Regions from separate parts of the Rattus norvegicus genome. Here region 2 is linked to region 1. A link is a contact called in public HiChIP or PLAC-seq data. All regions are on one chromosome and are shown on one strand. The core of a region is the stretch at or near the end of the contact, and the rest is flanking DNA. Distances in the headings are between cores, read along the strand shown.

Region 1 (4,785 bases), core at 1,408-3,907:
AGTAACACTTCTAGACTACAAGTCAAGCAGAGGTCCAAAGTTGTAAGGTAAGTGATTTAGCTTTAATCCCCACAGTGATGTTTTTCATGTCTTTTCCTCTTCTGAGCAAAGAACAGCATTGCCACGGCTCACATGCAAAGGGGCACAATACATCTGAAGGTTGACAGAGCAAGGGACAGAAAAGAAAAATGCCAAAAAAGAAACAAACAGGACAGGCAGGTAAGGCACATTACGGAACCTAGACTTCATCCTATGACACAAGGAGAGAACCTATGAAGTCTATGTTCCTACAAACAGTCTGGAGGGTGAAGAACAGGGAACGTAGTTACGGGGCCCTGAAAGTTAGGTGTGTGTTACAGCAGCAAAAACCAGGAATAAGAACAGAGCTCTGAAAGACGACAAGGGACACTAGGAAAACAACAACAGACAGCCCAGAATGACTCCTGTTAGCAGGCCGGGCAACAGGTAACAGAGCTGCAGTCACAGAGTTACAGACAGCAGACTGATCAAGTTTAGGACTGAAAAGTTGAGCGCTTTGGTAATGTCCAAAGGGAGATGTTAAATGCCCATGGCTTAGAAGGGAGACGGGAGAACAGAGGACCTTTAAGAGCATTACTTTGAAAACAATGGTCTCGTATGTACAACGTATGCTACAGACTGGAGGTGCAGCTCCGTTGGTATCGTACCTGTCTGGCATACACGAAGCCCTAGGTTTAATTCCCAGCACAGATAAACCAGGCATGATGGTACAGGCTTGTAACTTTGGACTTGGGAGGCAGAATCAGGAAAATCAGAGGTTCACTGCCAACCCTAGTTAATTAACAAAGGCCCAGCCAAAGCTACATGAGACTCTCTCAAACAGAGAAGGGTACAGGGAGGTAACACCCTGGAGAAATGATTCAGCAGTTAAGAGTCAACTCTGTTCTTGTAGAGGACCAAAATTCACTTCCAAAGGGAATCCAATGTCTCCTACCTCCATTGGTACATACGTACACGTACACGTACGCGCGCACACACACACACACACACACACACACACACACACACACACACACTTTTTAAAAAATATTTTACAACCATATATTTAATCTCATCCTCCTCAAAGAAACTAAAAGGGGGTAGGGGATAGATGAGACATCTTTCTGTTTTGATAATCTACTGAGACTCTTAATTCTACCCATATATACCATATCACAGTTAAATAACTGTGTATAAAATTCAAAAATGATAAAAATAACCAATTAATTTGGAAATGAAGTAGAAATTCTCAAGAAAATTGCTTTCAATTACTACTGGTAAATTAAAAATAGTCATTAAAGAAAGTAAGAGGCAGAGTTCCGATGTAAAGGTGTTGTATGCCAAGCTTCCTCCATTAACTAATCTGAAACCCCATCTATTGCGTCTAAGAGACAGGAGGAAATGACTCAGTTGACTGGCGATGTCAGCCTCGCATCCACTGTGCATCCTCCACGTCAGATGCAATGTACAGCCACCTACTTGACTCCTAAAAGATCATGATTTCCAAAGGACATAAAACAATTACTCTAAACATCTAATAAAATTAAGCTAGAAAACAGCTATTCTAATGCTCATTCAGAATCTACTACAATTGACCTTGCTATGAACTCTATGCTTTGCAGTACATATATTGTTAAACATGTTAGCTGCTCAGATCTTTTATTAAGGCACGAATCTAAACCAAATGTGCTGATGCACAACGTTAATCTCAGCATTAAAGGGACAGAGGCACAAGCATCTCTGAGAATTAGAGTCCCACACAGTCTACCACAGAAAGTTCCAGGCCAGCCAGGTTTACACAGTGAGACCTGGTACCCTGCTTCCAACAAAAGTAAAGCTACTACACCTGAGAAGGCTGCCTCACTAGGTAGAAGTGGGGCCACACAAACATGCAAGAGTGAAGACCTGAGTGAGTTCAAATGCCCAGAAGTCTTATAAAAGCCTGACTATGTGCTATGTGACATCTGCGATCCCTGTGCGCCCACAGAGAAGTAGGAGACAAAGGCAGAAACTCTGCAGAACTCACAGACCACCAGGCTGGTGGATGGGCTGGAAAAGCAGGCAGGACGCCTGGTATCAACTGGAAAAGAGACTCTCAAACAGGGCGCCAGGCGAGAACCAGCACTCAGGATGCACGCTCACCCACACTCACACGCGGGGATGTGCAGCACGCGTGTGCCTATGCACAACTGTTAGAGGAATTGTTCCAGTACTGTGGAGAAGGTTCATAAAGTTACGTATTCATAAAAGTAGTATTTATAAGATTTGGCACATAGATGGCAAAATGATTCCCTTTTTTTTGGTCAAAGAAACATTGCCCAAGAAAGGTATATCAGAATTTCTGATCCTAATTTCATTATTTTCTTTAAAAGCCACTCATTAAAAAGGCCTCTATAAAAACGTATTTTACAAGTATGTGGGATGTGTTTGTTTCTCTACTAAAACAAGCACAAACTTGAGAAGAGCATATTAACAAGTTGGGAGGAGAGGTAGTTAGCATGCTGGAGACTAGCATTTCTGGCACATGGAACCTGACACAGAATGTCTATCCTCCAGTCATGAGTCATGGATTAGGCTGCCTCTATTTACTGTGAAGCAATCTTTCAGTAAAAGGAGCAGTAGGGAAGAATACAACATGAATAATGACTTGGACAAGTTCCCAGAAGAAACCACAGTGCAGCTAAGTCTGAGAAATGGCACAGTCATACTATACAATATACCAGTGTTCTCTCTTATTAATCACTCCCAAACTTAATGTCAGAGAAAGTGAAAGTCACTCTGCAGCTCTGTACAGTTTCCTGATCTTTGTTGCTCTGGTCTGTGGGTGTACACGCAAGCAAGCACACAAACGGCAGTGTGCAGTGGCAGTCAAAGGCCACCTGCCTCTCTCCCGCCACTGCACGGGTCCCAGGGATTAAAAGTCAGCAGTTATTGGCACCCAATGCTGCACCCACTGAGCTATCTTAGCAGCTCTCAAGTCTTTTCTTTCTTTCCAGACTTGAGTAATAATGAATAAAAATGCATCGTGGATGTGATCAAAGTGATCCAATTGTTGTATCCTTTAACACAGAAAGCTCTCACTTGATACATCCCACCCCAGCACACACACTGACAGACACCAAAAGGCAACACTCTTTACTTTCTGCTGAAAAGTCTACAACTTCCAACACTTGAGGTCCATACACAAACCCCTCCCGGAATCTCCCAACACAGCAGAGGCAAAGAGCAGAGTTTGTGTTACACTGCCCAAAACATAAAATGTCAAATGCCTATGGAAGTCTACGTATCTGCCAAGGAACTCAGACTTTAGCTCTGACAATGAGAAAATCAATGAAGTATCACTAATACACAGATCATCATTTATTTTACAACTGATTATGCAAAAAGAAAAGCCCAAAGGCAGACTGAGCTTGAATCACTGTACATACTTCAAAAAATGTCTGCTGCTGGAAAAACTAACCACACAAAAGTGTGGATTCCTATGAACTGAAACAACAACTGTTTTGTAATTATGTGAAAGAACCAATACATGCACGTGGAAAATAAAAGGTATTAAATAGAAAAATAAACCTCACAAAATAAAATATGGGGAATCCTGTAGTCCAGGGCATATTCTCTAAGAACCAGAAGTTATTGAACATATACGGGGAACATTTTAAAGCACACCTGGAAGGACGTAGACGCAGAGGAAGGGGGGAGAGGGAGGACTGTGGAGCTAAAGCTACTCCAAAGGCAGAGCTTAGTTTGGGCGGCAATGCTGGGATGAGTAAGGCATGCTAGGCAGGAAGGCCGAAATGAATTCTGGTCCAATACTGCAAAATCAAAATAACCATGGAACAGGACTTTCAGAAACCATTCCTATAAAATATTAAACACTTAATCAAGTAAAAGAATTGGATCTGTAATGTTGTTTCACTCTTCTCTAATAACAGGCATTTTTTAAAGGGATAACCCAGGATAAACTGGGCAGTAACCTGAGAATTGAGGTGAAGGCTGGAAGCTTTACATTCAAGGCCAATCTGAGCTACAAGTGAGACAGAGTCTCCAAAACCTGAGAGGAAGGAAACCTCCAAGACCTGTTTACTAGCTACTAGAAGAAGAATGTGACCCTTTATGTAACAGTGCTCAAAGTCTCACCAAAGAACAGGAAAGTGGAAGGAAGCTTTGTCTTAACACTGGCGCCCTCTCAGCCCGGTGCTGCACACCCTCAGCCGAGAGAAAGGCAAGCAATTTTCTGTAAGCTGCCGGCCAGCCTGGTCTACAAGGTGAGTTCCAGATCTTAGAGGGACACAGCCAGACCTTGTCCAAAAAAAAAAAAAAAAAGAAGGACGTGCCCAACACAATGTTATAAATTCTTAAAGTTTTGTGATTTTGCCTCTTAAACTTACTGACATTTAATTATACTGCAAGCATTTTCTAATCCAAAAAAAGAAAAGAAAAGAGGCTGGTAAGATAAGCAGATAAAAGCACTTTGTCACCAAACCTGTCAAACTGAGCTCAATCCCTGGATCCTACAAGTTGTCATCAGACCACCACACACATGCCTGTGGCACATACACGCAAATGTGTGTGTGTACAAGCACGCACGTGCACACACCCATACCCACACCCACACCCACACCCATACACACACCCACACCCACACCCATACACATAAACACACACACACACACACACACACACACACACACACACACACACACACACACACTTTAAAAAACAAAAAACAGGGCTGAAGAGATGACTCAAAGTGGAGAGACTGCTCAG
Region 2 (4,785 bases), core at 1,414-3,913, 130 kb before region 1:
GTTTATTGAATTCTTACAGCTTGATTATGACAGGTCTCAATACACTTCACCTTCCCCTGGCTCGGGTTTTACCTTACTGAGTGTTAGATGTTCTCTGGCTTTTTTTTTTTTTTTTAAATTTGAGACGAGCTCTCTCTGTGTAGCCCAGGCTGGCCTTGAACACAGAGCTCTTCTTGCCTATGCCTCCCAGCTGTTGAGTCTAAAGGCATGCTCCACCAAGCTTCACTTTTAAAGCATTTTTTTAGTATTGTTCGGGGATGCCGCCGGGAAAGAGTCTGACGCTTTCAAGACTTGTTTTTAAGTCTTGTTGGGAGCGGCTTGAGCTGTCGCTGGTCAAGCTTGGTTAGGTCCCATGACTGAGACAACTGTGGATTCCTTCACCAGGGCTGTGAATGAAAGGAACAGGACTATGTAGTCCCTGTCCAGGACTCTAGAATCGCTCCTGGGGATTATTTGGGGTAACTCTTTCTCCAGCCTTGTGTGGTGCCACATGCTTTGGCTGATCCATACCCAGACTCCAAGGACTGGGCTGGAGAGATGGCTCAGAGGTTAAGAGCTCTGGCTGCTCTTCCAGGCTCTTCCAGAGGCTCTGAGTTCAATTCCCAGCAACCTGATGGTGGCTCCCAACCATCTGTAATGGGACCTGATGCCCTTTTTTGCCATGAAGCTAGAACACAATACATAATAAATATTAAAAAATACTCCAAGGACATATTGCAAACCCACAGCTGTATTTCTCTGCTACAGAGACTGCCCTGTGAATCCTGGGCCCCCGATACTGGATCCCAGGTGATCTACTGGATTATCTGGCTGGATCCCATCTGATCTACTGGATTGTCTGGCTGGATCCCAGGTGATCTACTGGATTGTCTGGCTGGATCCCAGGTGATCTACTGGATTGTCTGGCTCTACTTGAATTCCTCTTGGGAAGTGGCCAGGGAAGTTACAAATTCAAGTCCTTCTGACCTTCTGACCGCCATTAACCCAGTGACTCTGAGCCTGTCCTAGAAGCCTCCCTCAGCCAGGAACTCTCTAGGGATTAAGCTGGGGGTAATCATAAGACTTATTCCCACTCAGAAATTCTCAACCTTGTGCTGTCTGTGGCCCTGGGCCTGTAAACCATTGGTTTAAACAATTTAATGGAGTATCATGTGCTTCTAGTCTCTGGCACTCTGTAGCCACAATAGGGAGATTATTTGAACCCGCAAGTTCAGGGCCAGCCTGTCTCAGAGGAAAAACAAAACATTTCGTCCAGTGTTTTACTTCAGAACCAAGTCTTTTTTTTTTTTTTTTTTTTTTTTTTTTTTTCGGAGCTGGGGACTGAACCCAGGGCCTTGCGCTTGCTAGGCAAGCGCTCTACCACTGAGCTAAATCCCCAACCCCAGAACCAAGTCTTAATGGCTACTTCTGGAAGTTTCTAGAGTCGTGTGCACTAGCGGTTAGCTGGATTTTAGAGATCACCTAAATCTTTATCCATTTGCTGTGGAAAAACTGAGGCAGAAGAAAGTCATTTGCCCTGGTCTGCTGACTTCGGTGGGAATTGTCTGGGGAGAAAAGGAACAGTTCGGAGAATTTGGGTCCTGCGTGTTAGGGTATAGATGGGGTCTGTTGTTCTCCAGGTCTCGCTCCCTTCCTCATTCCAGCACTTACTGTCGTCTATGCTCTCGGGGATGTCAGCTCCACTGAAATTGCTACGTTGGAAATGTGGACTTCCAGCCCCTGTGGCTATCACCTAGGCCGGCCAATTCCAGAATGATTGGACCTCATGGAGCTGACACACTGGCATGAGGCAGAGAGCCAAGCTGGGGTTGGAGTTGAGCATCAAGGACCCTGTGAGCTTGTGTGTCATCCACAGACAAGGAACCTGGGACCCAGCCAGGTATGCCAAGCACTTGGACTGATTTACCCACGTAAGCCCAAGCAGTAAGCATTTGTCTCCTATTCCTCGTTCGTTTTTGGGTCTTTCTTCTTTTGTTTTTATTGACTTATTTTTGAGACGGATCTCACTCTGCGTTCCAGGTTCACCCTGCACTCCTGGTGCCCCCGCCTCAGTTTCCCTCCCGAGATTTGGCGTTATAAGCGCGCACCGCCACATTCAACAATCGCTCATATTTTCCACACATGTTCAGCTTTCTGCACAGCAATTTGCCTACAGCAACTGCCCCAAACCAGTTGGAGCTTTGTATTAGAAGTTTTTCCATGTCTCTGAGCATGTGGATGGAATACTGATGGAATCTATCTACATATTTCTAAACAATCTGCCTTCTCTTGATGAGTGAGAATTCCCAACAGAAGCTTGGGGCTGCTACGAGGGGAAGTTTTGTTTTTTTTTAAGTGCCAGCTGTAAGAGAGAGAAAAAGCGGGCAGGACAAGGGAAACAGCCGAAGGCTTACGTTATTTTAAAACCTCTGGAGCCGAGACGATGAGTAGATAAGTATCTCTCTTTCCTCACTCTGGCTTTGTTGTTTTGTTTTCTTTAAAGGAACGGCCCCCACCCCATCTGCACAATACGAAACGCACACTTCTCAGCACGTAAAAGCGGGGGAGGTTCCCGGTTTTTTGCTGCACCCGACAGACTTTGCCCTGCCTTGTTGACCAGCGGTCACAATAGGACCTTTCATTGCAGGCCACATGGTCCCCTGCAACGTGACCTGGGACCTGGCAAATGCTCCAGGACGGCACAAAGGAGCGGAACTTGTGTTTGTGCAGAGCACACGAGGCGGTTGGCAGTGTTCGGGGTTTCCTTCTCTGTGGCTCTTTTGCCCTGCCCTCTCCTGTCTCTCTGCTGCTCACACTGGTGGACCAGTGCTGGGCCAGCTCGTTTAGGAGTCCGTAGGGCCCCTGTCAAGTTCACTCGGGGTAAGGCGCATCACGTAGAAGTAAAATAGAGTGGACCCCACCGGCACGTGTACTCATGGCTTTACCTTCTTTAACCTGTACATTTGCAGAGAGAATTCACTTGGGCAAAGTCTGAAAGAGGAAGATTTTGAAACTGGGTCAAGAGGAGGCATCTGGTGACAGCACACACTTTCTGTATTCCAAACGTACTCGTGACACAGCCTCTACAATGGCCCTATGGCAAGTGAAGGGGCCTTCAGGCTCTTTAAACTTTGCCCCTGGGAAGAAAGCTTTGTTGGGGTGAGATGTGGGGGAGCAGGACACGGCTGGCTGGAGAGGCCTTCTGCCCGTTGATCAGTCAGTCCCCGTTTCTTCACGTGGACAGGAAAACAATAGCCAGCAACTTCTTTAGGCTGGAGAGATGGTGGAGGAGGTGAAGAGCACGTTCTGTTCTTGCAGAAGACTTGAGTTCAGTTCCTAGCACCCACTTCAGGCAAGAGTGGTGTCTGTTTGTTTGAAACCGGGTTTCACTGTATAGCTCAGGCTAGCCTCAGACTAACAGTGATTCTCACTCGACAGCTTCCTGTGTGCCTCCACAAGCAGAGGAAAGTTTAAAAATTTCAGGAGTTGATTGAGCATCTAATATGGAGACCAGCATCCTGTGTTGTCACGTTGTTATTACAGACTAATCACCAAGGAGCTATAAAAAGCCATAAAAATATTGATGACAGAAAAAAAAAACCAAACATTGTTTTGTTTTGTTTTGTTTTAAACTCATTAGTGTCTACAACACCCTCCACATGCAATCATGTTCAGCATTTGTAAGAATCTCATGAAGACGGGACACGTGCATTAATCTCCCAGAGAACGCAGGATAAGGACCCAAGACAGCAGGCGCCAGAATTCAAACCTAAGGGATACGGATCTGCAGACAGCACATCTATAGCATAAAAAGCAGCAAGGAGAGGCGGGGTGTGGGGGTGGGGGGATAACTAAGGGTAGGTAGGGCTCCACATCCTGAAGACAAAGAGAGAGACAGAGAGAGAGAGAGAGAGAGAGAGAGAGAGAGAGAGAGAGAGAGAGAGAGAGAGAGAGAGAGAGAGAGAGAGAAGAAAGAGGAGAGAGAGAGAGGAGAGAGAGGAGAGAGAGAGGAGAAAGAGGAGAGAGAGAGAGGAGAGAGAGGAGAGAGAGGAGAGAGAGAGGAGAAAGAGGAGAGAGAGAGAGAGAGAGGAGAGAGAGAGAGAGAGAGAGAGAGAGAGAAGAAAGAGGAGAGAGAGAGAGGAGAGAGAGGAGAGAGAGGAGAGAGAGAGGAGAAAGAGGAGAGAGAGAGAGAGAGAGGAGAGAGAGGAGAGAGAGAGGAGAAAGAGGAGAGAGAGAGAGAGAGAGAGAGAGAGAGAGAGAGAGAGAGAGAGAGAGAGAGACTCCTGCTCAAGATGAGAGAGCAAAGAGATGGGTTGTTGATGACCAAGCATCCGTGTGGCGCCCGTGCGGTGTGGCGCCGTGCGGTGTGGCGCCGTGCGGTGTGGCGCCGTGCGGTGTGGCGCCGTGCGGTGTGGCGCCGTGGCAAACGGAAGTGCGTGCTAATCTGTTTCCTGTTAAGCCAGGGAAGCAGCATTCGGGCCTGTAGGCTGGAGAACGCAAGGCAGAGAGGGGAAGATGTTTACAGGTCAGGGTTCTGTGAGGACAGAGAAACCTTTTTAAACAGATTTTTTTAAAAAAGAAATTAAGCTACTAACAAAATCACGACAGTCCAACAAGACAGACAATGTGTACAGGAAGGAGTCTGGATGGAAACGGGTGTCCTCGACATGTTGCTACTGTTACTGTTTTCTAGAGTGTCTGAAAACATCAGGCCCTGAGAGTCATGTCTGTTATTTTTGAGAAGCGTGTCTAGAGTCTCGGGGTTGAAAAGCAAACAAATAACTCTATGACATGAGTCCAGGCTGG

What was found. HiChIP or PLAC-seq counts read pairs in DNA pulled down with a chosen protein or histone mark.
Region 2: a contact with region 1 is called in an H3K27ac HiChIP or PLAC-seq map of oligodendrocytes, with 5 times the contacts expected there. The contact joins two enhancer-like sites. A contact is called at or near these places in 1 of 12 Hi-C or Micro-C datasets (hepatocytes) and 1 of 1 datasets of contacts at active chromatin or transcription factors (oligodendrocytes).

Annotation. Positions count from the first base shown.
Region 1 is chr20:45,345,918-45,350,702 of GRCr8, reverse strand. The region is part of intron 1 of Cdk19 (cyclin-dependent kinase 19); the gene reads right to left. Among named protein-coding and RNA genes, the nearest start is that of Cdk19, 23 kb to the right of the region's middle. Within about 2 kb of position 2,657, at least 71 of the 93 cell types and tissues checked have an H3K27ac peak or open chromatin away from gene starts, as enhancers often do.
Region 2 is chr20:45,480,484-45,485,268 of GRCr8, reverse strand. No RefSeq gene overlaps it. Among named protein-coding and RNA genes, the nearest start is that of Slc22a16, 44 kb to the left of the region's middle. Within about 2 kb of position 2,663, at least 53 of the 93 cell types and tissues checked have an H3K27ac peak or open chromatin away from gene starts, as enhancers often do.